Regions from separate parts of the Danio rerio genome. Here all the other regions are linked to region 2. The links are chromatin contacts, called in public HiCAR-type and HiChIP or PLAC-seq maps. All regions are on one chromosome and are shown on one strand. Each heading gives the region's core, a stretch centred on a gene start, on an enhancer-like site or on the middle of the called end of the contact. The rest is flanking DNA. Distances are from core to core; before and after follow the strand shown.

Region 1 (3,417 bases), core at 729-3,228, 130 kb before region 2:
AGAAATGAACACATACTAAGAAACTGACAAAAACGTTCAAAAAAGTTTCAAACCGCAACATGAATCACAAATAAAATTTACATTTAGTAAAGAAATCTTTTAAATTGTTCGATATTAGTCAACCAAAATGTCTGTACTCATCATTATGCAACACAATTTTCTGCCCTGAATCTGCAGAGTGGCTCTGACTTTAAGCAGCATCAACTCATACAGACTACAAATCTTGCAAAGTGCATTCCAGCTCTAAGCTATTTCCTTTCTTACAAGTTAAAATAAGTCTTGGAAGGAGCCATGACACAAACTCACCATGCCATTGACATGAAGATGTTGGGAAGAAGAAGCCACCAATACCAATCTCCAGCATTTGAGAAAACTGCCATCAGGAGACCAACCAAAATGCCGTTATATCCATACAGACCAGCAGCAATTGCACCTCTGAGGGAACACAACACTTAAACCTTGCTCAAACATTTAGACATTCATAATGAACCAGTTGTGTTAATACCTGTTCTGACAGAGGATGAGTGCAGAAATCGTAGCAAACACGGTTCCAACAAAACCATTGAGTGCCCACCATCTATTCTGGAGGATCAGTCCAGCAAAGATGATCAGACCACTGAGAGGGTTGTTCACAAACATCACCTGAGCCGCTCCACGCAACACCCAGTCCATAATTTGGAGCAAGATAAACTGGCCTGAACAGGGTAAACATGAGAAAGCACATAGTTGATACCAATAAAGTCTTTGCAGATGTCTGCAGAGGGCAGAGGTTTAAAGAGATATGTGTGTATGCCATGAAAAATGTCCTGCAGTGAAAACAATTACTAATAACAATAATAACCAAACAATTAATAACTGCTACTAATCTGTGTGTCTGTGAATGCATTTTGTAGTTAAGTATCAAAAGTAATCAACCATTAAATGACTAGCTTGGGTCTTTAATGCAGGATTTAGAAACACCTGTAATGCCCACAGGTTTAAAACTGTAGTTTCAATTGTTTGTAAAATTATAAACATGGTCACTAATGGCCGGACAACACAGTAAGAGCAGTTCACATCAATTCTCAATGATGTCTGTTTTTTTTTTTACTATAGTTATTTACACATTGCAGCAGTTATAGATCCATTTATTAGAAAAACATTTAAGCATTTAAGAGTTAAAAAAAATCATGATAAAAAGACTGCATATATTTCCGTCTTAGAAAGAGTATGTTTTTAATTAGGTGTGGATCACACATTATTAAATGTATGACGTTTAACATATTTCCACTTGTTTACAAAGTACAAAAGTTGAAAAAGAAAGTGTTAAAGCTGCATTTTTATCTTTAAGATAAAGAAAACAGGAATGCTTAGGCTTTTCCATTGTCAATCTAAACGTAAAGTAGACTTGCAAACACTCTTCTGCCAACTATTCACTGCAGAATTAATGCTCTTGTTGTTTTTTTCAAGCTTGGCTCTTGATCGAGCTTCAATTAAGCTTAAACTCCTGTACCTTTCATCCATTCTCCGAACGCAGCCATGTCTCCAGAAATAAACGAGACCCATTTTATGAGATTTGCTTTAAACCTCTGGCCCGAATTGATCTTCTCGAGTCCCTGCTGTTTCTTCTCATCTGTAATTTTGTGGACTGGATTTGCCATGAGTGGTTGCAGCTCCTGTAAATGTTCACAGACACAAACACTTAATATTCTTTGCAGGGATCCGTCTGTGTTCTGCCTCCTGGAATTTTTCAAAAGACAAGAGAACAGGAAAAATCTCACCTTTGTGTTTTGAGCACTGGAATATTGTGTAGAAGTAGACGTTTTGCAGAGATGTGTGACATTCAGCGGGTCACTTTTCTATTAAAACATTGACTTTATTCAATTTAATTCAAGTTTTGATACTATCATACTCAATTGACATAACATTCAGAGAGAGAGAAAAAAGGAGTGTATCTACCTTCGTTAGATGTGTTCCAGGCATATATGAGGCCAGTTACAGAAAGAATCAATGAAGTCCATGAAGCCACAGATCTGATGGTTTTATAGTGCCGGTCTGTTTGCGTTGCTCCACCTCTATTCATGCAGTTCAAATCTTACTTTGCATTCCTCTGACTTAGTTTGGTCCTATTCTAAGTTGCTTGAGCAGGTTTCTGCTAATCACTTTGCTTTTTCATTCTGATAAGCTGTTAAAAAGCATTAAAAAATGTTCTATGGTTTTTGAAACTTTGTATGCAATTACCAAATAACTGTAACACGTTCTTCTCAAAATTAAAAAAAAAAAAGCAGATAACATAGACTGCATATGGATTAACATTTTAGTACTTGAATTAGTAGTCAATTATTTGAGTTGGAAAAACACAAAAGGGCCTCTGTTCTACGAATCCATTAGTAAAACAAAACTGTGTCAAACAGTAGACCTGTTACTCTGTTCTTTTTATATTTGTGGTACATTTAAATGTTCTGGAAGATTGTTTACCATTTATTAAGCATTAGCAAATATTGAATTCATCTGTTAAGCTATAACTCTACATTAATAAATGTTAGTAAGCAGTTTATAACTGCAGCTACAAATGCTCTATTCTTGACTTATAACCACATTTATAATGTAGCTAATAATGTTACTTTCATACTTAGTTAATGATTTATTTTTTATTACTAAATGAAGTATTGCATTATTTACAAACCAGTTATTTAAGCATAGTTGGTTGTTTTTAAGATTCAGAATAAGTTAGTAAATGATTTATAAACTATTGAAATTAACATTTATAATTCTTATTATTATTGAGGCACATTATAAATGTGGTTGTAAGTCAAGAGTACAACATTTGTAGCTGCAATTATAAACTGCGTACGTTTGTTAAAGTAGAGTTAATGCTTAACAGATAATGAATTCACTAGATGCTAATGCGTAGTAAATGATTCATAGTGTGTAGTCAGGGCCAGCGCTTCCATAGAGGCGACCTAGGCGGCCGCCTAGGGCGGCAAAATAGAGAGGGCGGCGTCCCCGAAACTACCCGCGCCCACATCCGCGTCTAGGGTGGCAGAATAGAGAGAGCGGCGTCCCCGAAACTATCCACGCCACCCGCGCCCACAATTATATCCGCGTCTAGAGTGGCAGAATATAGAGAGCGGCGTCCCCGAAACTACCCTCGCCACCCGCGCCTCAGTTATTTCCGCGTCTAGCGCGGCAGAATAGAGAGGGTGGCGTCCCCTAAACTACCCTCGCCACCCGCGCCTCAGTTATATCCGCGTCTAGGGCGGCAGAATAGAGAGGGCGGAGTCCCCTAATCTACCCTCGCCACCCGCGAGGGCGGCGTGACCGTCCTTTGCCTAGAGCGGCAGTTCAGCTTGCTCCGGCCCTGTGTGTAGTTATTATAAAGTGTTTTTGTTTTTAGTCTTTTATGTTTACCAAGGACAACAGATGGTGAAACATAAG
Region 2 (3,477 bases), core at 594-3,093:
GTTGGAAGTTCACAGTGCTGGTTGGAAATTTAGTTTGGAACTTGGGGAAACACTGAATCGTTGAATTATGTTTGTGAGAAATCTCCACAACAATTTGCTAACAATGCTTAGCTCTCTCTCTCTCTCTCTCTCTCTCTCTCTCTCTCTCATATATATATATATATATATATATATATATATATATATATATATATATATATATATATATATATATCAGATAGAGTTATCAGATATTGGCATTTTAAAATTCCATGTCGATATCATTTACATGAGAAAATGAACTGTGATCAATTAAAATACAGAAATTGATATTTAAGATTTTTTCAGTCCATTTTTATGGCTCAGTACTTCAATATAACCAATTTTCTAAAACACCAATAATTATGTCATTTATCACTACAACCTAGTGTTATCGTCTACATTTAAACACTGCATCATTTAATTAATAGTATAATGTTTAGTTTATTTGGTTTGTTTTGGGTTTCGAACAGAAAATCCTGGCCCAGGTCAAAAATGTTATCAAAATGCCTTTTTTGCAATTAGCCACAGATTTGCTCCAACCAAACCATTTAAAACACCATTTAAAATCTGATAGGCTAAATATAGAAAACATTAATAATAACTGCAACTCACGTTCTGAATAGTATCTGATCTTGGCAAATGTCAGCAAAGGGTAATTTGACCATGCAACCTTATGACAGATCAGATAGGAAACCTAACACTTAGGTCAACAGTTGCATCATTAACACAAAACGCTGAGGTGTCTCAAAACCTAGCGAGACTCTTTCTTGCCAGCATTCTAGGGAAACAAAACGCCCCAAAAAACGCGGTCTAGGTAGACAGCTAGTGAGGTTTTGTGACACATCCCGTCTGCGATGAGTAAGAAGAACACAAGTGACATGGAAAGCAAAGCCTACACGGTGGCTTATAGTGGAAATTACTATAGGCGCTTGACAGTGCAAACACACGCCTACTCTATCAGCGGGAAACTGATGCATGGCCACGATTACAGTAAATTACGCTGAATAATGCCTCTTCCTATGAATATGCCATTATATATCAGAACATACAGCTCAAGGTATTCTCCCAGTGTTGCAATTGCAGCTTCGGGGTGAGTTAGATAAAACATTCACCCTCTGTAGTAAATGAAACTGTTACTAATGATTTATTACTGATAATGGAGATTGAGTTTTGTTTATGTTGAACAATTCAGGCAATGCTGGCGGTGGTCTACCTTTTTCTTCAGGTAAAAAAGCTCTGCAGATTTTAAGTGCATCGCCTGTAACGTCACGTTAATCGCATGCCTCAGAAACAAAAATAAATAATCTGATCAAAATGGCATAGTGCTAAGGTTAAACTCACCCATTGCTGCTGCTGCTGCTGCTGCTGAAGTCTACGAGAGTAAATCCATTTACTAGATCATGACAAGCACTTTACAATCCCTCAAAACTCAAGCGGTTTTTTATCGCTTTAAAATGGCGTCAGTCCTAATCTCGAGTTGGATTTCTTTTTCGGGAGGAAAGAAATGAAGAGCGGTCGATCTGCGGTCGATGGGTGAAATGCGTCTGCAGATTCAGATGAAATGTGGACTGGAGCAGAAATATGGTGTACAGTCAGTCTCAGCACTGCATTGCTTCCCTCTCAAATCCTCAGGCTCGGGGGGAGGATCGAGCCTTCCCACTGCGGAGAAAACAAATCTGCTCTTACGATCCACAGTTATGTCCAAAGTCCTGCTTTCCGTGACTCGCCGGTCGTGCGGGGCAAATATATCCAGGAGAAACGCGGACTCCGGCGTTCCCGCGGCTGAACGTGTGTTGCTTCTGGACTTCAGCGAGTGTGATGTGACTCTTGCTGGACTCCCGCAGTAGTTTTTGATGGTTGGTGTGTGTGTGTGTGCTTCTGCTCTCTGAGTCTGATCTGGGCAAACGCTCTGACTGACAGACCTGTCCTGGCTGCTGCTCGCTCACCTGCGCCATCTACCTGTGGAACAAGATATCTATCTATCTATCTATCTATCTATCTATCTATCTATCTATCTATCTATCTATCTATCTATCTATCTATCTATCTATCTATCTATCTATCTATCTATCTATCTATCTATCTATCTGTCTATCTGTCTATCTGTCTATCTGTCTGTCTGTCTTGCTAAGCGTGTTGTATACAATTTTTATGTTTTTTTATTCATTATTTATTTGTTTGTTTGTTTATATTTTCAATTTTCAGTTTTAGTTTATATGTTTAATTACAGCATATTTGTATTTTTTATGCCTTTCTGCTTAAGCCCAAAATATGTTTTTTTTTTTTTTTTAATTTCTTATCTCACTTTCCAGAATATTTGTATTTTTTTGTATTTGTATAACAGTTTTTCTGGTTTTGTGTTTGCATAGAGCAATATATTTATTTGTCTGTTCACATGTTTGCTTGATTTGTTTATTTTGTCCACTTGGAAATGTATTGCTGAAAATGTATGTTTGTTTTTGCCATTTTTCTTCAGTACAACATGTTTATTTGTTAAATCAATCAAAATTCGGTTATTTATTTATTTATTCATTATTTATTTATTTATTATATTTTTACAGTTTTCTCTGTCGCTCTGGTGCGTTTCTTACAATACTACATTCGCAAAACAGTTAATGCATTTCTCAAAACATTTAGAACAAACTGCAAAACCTAGTTGATAACCTGCAAAAGCGTGTTACTTGATCAAAATGGAAAACTCATTCCTCAAAAGCAAGTATGTCAATGAAAGTGTCAGTGTCATCAAGATGAGAGTCCTGACACCATTGTTTATGAACAAGATAGTCAAATGGCTTTGTCATGTTTTCATTATGACAGTTTACTCTGTTAATGTAAAAAAGTCAGATGTAAGAGTCAGATTTTGGTGACACATCCTGAAAATGCTGAAGAAAGCACTACACTGCCATTTGAAAACTACAGTAAAGAAGTTACACAAGTAGTTTTTCTCAGTCGCTTTGGTGCATTTATCACAACACTAGTACATTTCTGCACAACAGTTAATGCATTTTCCAAAACAATTAGTACAAACCTCAAAACCTAGTTGATAACCTGCAAAAGCACGTTACAAGCTCAAAATGAATAGTGCATTCCTCAAAAGCAAGTATTTATGTCAGTAAAAGTATCAGTGTCATCAAAATGAAAAATCCTGACACCATTGTTGATGAACAAGATAGTCAAATGACTTTGTCATGTATTCATTATGACAGTTTACTCTCTACATTTTGATGTACATTACATCTGCATGAGGACCAATCAGGATCAGCCTAATTTTTTAATTTCGCCAGACTGCTCCATTGACGTCAGATTTTGGTGAGACTTCCAGAAAATGCTCAAGACAACACTATATACTATTTGCACAGCCATTTGAAAAACTACAGTAAAGTTAGACATCACTGCATTTAGTGAGGTATCTGAGTACAAGACACGAAATATGTATGTTTACTGTAACATTTTTAC
Region 3 (3,459 bases), core at 918-3,417, 180 kb before region 2:
CTTTAATTGTGGGGAAAACCGGGTAAATTTCAGCTTTTGTCAGCTAATTTCAGCTTTCGGGATTAAAAGGATTTTTGGGGCGGGATCAAAATCGGCCACGTAGCGCAGAACTGCAAGTGCAAAGATGACGCATCAGTTTCTCATTATTATTCATAGCGGAGTTTTCTTATCCTATGAGAAGAGCCGGCTTCTTAAATATTCATGAGAGCATGTGCTTTCCGAAGACAAAGCAGAACTGGCTGCCAGTCCCAAGCTCAGCTGTGAAATCCTACGTTGATGACTGGGTGAGACGCGTCAGCAGATCCATGGCACACAGTATTTAGCCGTTCATGAAGGCTCGTATGTATTTGTTTCCATGATCCACAGGGTTTGTTGCATGTGTTTCCCCGCGATTCTGTCAGGGCCAATACAGCAAAGTTGTGTGTGCTGCAAGCATTTTTGTCGGGAGAGCAGTACGAGAATTGGAGAATGGTGGACTTTTGTCTTTTATCAGGAGTTCGTTCACATTTAATACCGTACTGCTGTGTTCACCTAAATCCTCCTGATTACCAGCAGGTTAAAATAGACATGGCAGGGACCTGCTTCACTGAGTCTGCATTTAGACCAGGGGATTGAGGGAAAAGTCCTCATTAAGTGTTTATATGAACACGATTATCTTTATAATGATATAAATTGTGATTATGTGTGTATGAAATTACAAATGTAGCAGGGCATTAAATTACTGTTTATTTATTTGCATTTTAACTTGTGAACCGACTGACAGTTGCTCGCTCCCCTCCTTCTCCCCTGCTCTGCTGACTATGCTTACTCCTGCCCTTTGCTCGGGGAGCTCCAGCAAAGAGCATAGAATCACCAAGAGGCGACACTCTAGTGCAATATGGGAAACAGCCGCTAGATGTTGCAGCGGCCATTTTGGAATGAAAACTCCAATAGATCAACAGCACATTAGAAGTCTATAAAATAAACTATTAAAAGTGTTAATAATTGTGATAGGAAGTGTTGTATTGTCGTCTTTCAGGTTGTAGCTCCTCTTTATTGCACTTTTTAAATAAATAAATAAAAAACAAAGTAGCTGCTTGCAATCGCAGCAATAAGATCCAATGGACAGCCGATTACTTTCACTCTAAAATGGTGGAATCCGGGACTGTTGCTGGCCGCTAATGTTGCAATGGAACGTTCTATTGAGTGTCGCCTCTTGGTAATTCTAAGCTCTTTGGCTCCACGCCCACTATGATGCATCTTTTTTTTTTTTAATTCTGAGGTGGACCTGAACCGAAAGTGGGGGTGTCATGACCCTTTAAGTAATATTGCCATTTTCTGAGATTTCATTAGATGTAAGCCGCAATAATCAAAATAAAAAGAAGTAAACAGAAATATCAGTCTATGTGTAACAAATCTATTTATGAGTTTCACTTCTTTAATTGAAATACTGAAATTACAACTACAATTATTACAACTTTTTGATAACATTGTAATTCATTGAGATGCACCTGTAAATTGATGAGAACTTTATTATATACTTTACATTATACAACTTGATATTATATTTTGACCGTTTCTTGTTAAAGTAACGCTCCACTTATGTTGTATAATCTACTGCAGTACTAGTGTACAAACATTTTTCACCTTGTCACATTAGGCAAGCCTTCATCTTGTCACCAAAGATCACTGTTACTTGTGTTGGAAATTCCTAGCTCTCCATTGAAACAGGAGCTGGAACATGTTACAATGTTGTTGGCAGTTTGAAAGCAACTTTATTATGTAAAGACAACTAGTTAACAAATTAATCTATTGTTTTTCCAGAATGCAGAGTGCTCGCTGTAGAAGAAAATAAATGAATTGACCAAGCAGAAAGACATTGTTAAAATAAGTGCAAATAGCCGCTGTTGCCATTTTCACTTAGTGCAAATAGCCACTGCCCAACTGAAAACTTTTTTCACAGAATCTATTTCTCCACAGTATTCTGCTGTTCTAAGAACACAATGGCCCGACTATTTTATATCAGTTCCACTGGTGCCCAAATGTGCTGCACACTGCAGGCTCTTAAAAAAACAGCCTATTGTAGTGTTTTCTGAGTCAAATTGTTTGCATGTGATTGTCCAAATTGCTAAACAGAGACGCTATTACAGTTTTCCCTGTCGAGAATGGCAGTCTGTCTCAGCCCATGGAATCTGCAAATCATTTAAATCAACAGGAATATGGGGCTATTGGTATGAATTCAATTTTATTTTATTTGCAAATTAATTTTTAAAGGAATTTTAGGTTCTGTATCATGTTTAATACTTTTAGAGGAATTAACCATTGAACATTTCATTCAAAAATATTTTCCATATAATTGTTATTGTGTATGTGAAACTGTTATTAGTCAGGGCCAAATATGCTAATTAGCCTGTCATTTCTTAAGAACTACGTCGGTATAGTGGCGTCTTAAAGGGATAGTTCTCACAAAAAGAAAATCGAGTGTGTTGCTGTGTCGCTGGTGCTTTATTTTACACTCCAGTTAGATCTGTAAATACTTTGCATTGGTTATGATAATAATTACAATAAGTATATACCTCCAACCAACCTCGAAAGTTAAACTTACCAAGTTGCCTATATACTTTCTTAAGTTCTCTACCTGACTTCGTAAGCATAGAACATAAGTGAATTTTAGGCAGGATAACAATAACCATAATTAAATTCTGGGGCTTTGTTCAGTACATCCACGCATGTATTTCAAGTCTAAACGCAAAATTTGGGGTGACAAGCGTGACATCTGTTTTATAAAGAAAACCATGCTAGTTTGGAACATGTCCATTTTGAGGTGAACTGTCCCTTTAAACGTTTCAGCTAAAGGGGAAGTTAAATTCTTGTCGCTTTTTTGACAACACCGAATGCCATTTCCAGCTTGTGTCTGTTGTTATATCGATAAATAAATGTGCAGCGATGACTCAATAAACCGCTGATCGATCTATTTGATGCGGTGAAATGTTAGGGCTGTAGATCAAGCTAACGATGCTAAGCTAACACCAGTTGATCTGATGTGTCCCTACGTTGGGTGAATGTGTGACTCTTCACCTTTCCTGGGATTAAACATCTGCAATTTCAGCTGATACGGGATTTGTTTTTATACTCCATACTTGCATTTCAAAATTTAAGGATGGAGACGTTTGAAAGCGGTAAGGTTCCAGCTAATATGGACTGTTTATCTGTGTACGCCAGGTCGTGCACTGCAAAAAGTTGCCAGCTAACATGCTACATCTGGCCGCAGAATGCTTTTTATGTAACGATATTATGCAAGCAAATGTTATAAAGCATTGCTTTTGGATTTTGCTAAGTTGTTTGTATCATGGCCCTGGTTCTGTGCCAATGATTACTTTAGCTATGGAGCTGTTTTGGGTAAGTAATCATAGATAACGTATATACAAAGTTTCAACTTACTGATGTGAATAACGTTTAAGTAGCCACGAGAGCTTCTTG

Evidence for each region. HiCAR-type assays count read pairs that join an accessible place to other places. HiChIP or PLAC-seq counts read pairs in DNA pulled down with a chosen protein or histone mark.
Region 1: a contact with region 2 is called in a HiCAR-type map of caudal fin, with 6 times the contacts expected there. The contact joins the promoter of slc14a2 here to the promoter of setbp1 in region 2. A contact is called at or near these places in 6 of 18 Hi-C or Micro-C datasets (caudal fin, embryo, fibroblasts and 1 more) and 3 of 4 datasets of contacts at active chromatin or transcription factors (caudal fin, embryo and gastrula embryo).
Region 3: an H3K4me3 HiChIP or PLAC-seq map of gastrula embryo shows a contact between it and region 2, with 3 times the contacts expected there. The contact joins the promoter of lnpep here to the promoter of setbp1 in region 2. A contact is called at or near these places in 3 of 4 datasets of contacts at active chromatin or transcription factors (caudal fin, embryo and gastrula embryo).

Annotation. Positions count from the first base shown.
Region 1 is chr5:56,277,417-56,280,833 of GRCz12tu, reverse strand. It overlaps slc14a2 (solute carrier family 14 member 2), which reads right to left and starts at 1,978. Exons shown (of 10, transcript NM_001020519.1): 1 at 1,939-1,978; 2 at 1,761-1,838; 3 at 1,493-1,655; 4 at 506-695; 5 at 307-435. The coding sequence starts at 1,962.
Region 2 is chr5:56,147,101-56,150,577 of GRCz12tu, reverse strand. It overlaps setbp1 (SET binding protein 1), which reads right to left and starts at 1,843. Exons shown (of 4, transcript XM_005165675.6): 1 at 1,363-1,843.
Region 3 is chr5:56,330,191-56,333,649 of GRCz12tu, reverse strand. It overlaps lnpep (leucyl/cystinyl aminopeptidase), which reads left to right and starts at 2,167. Exons shown (of 18, transcript NM_199621.1): 1 at 2,167-2,210.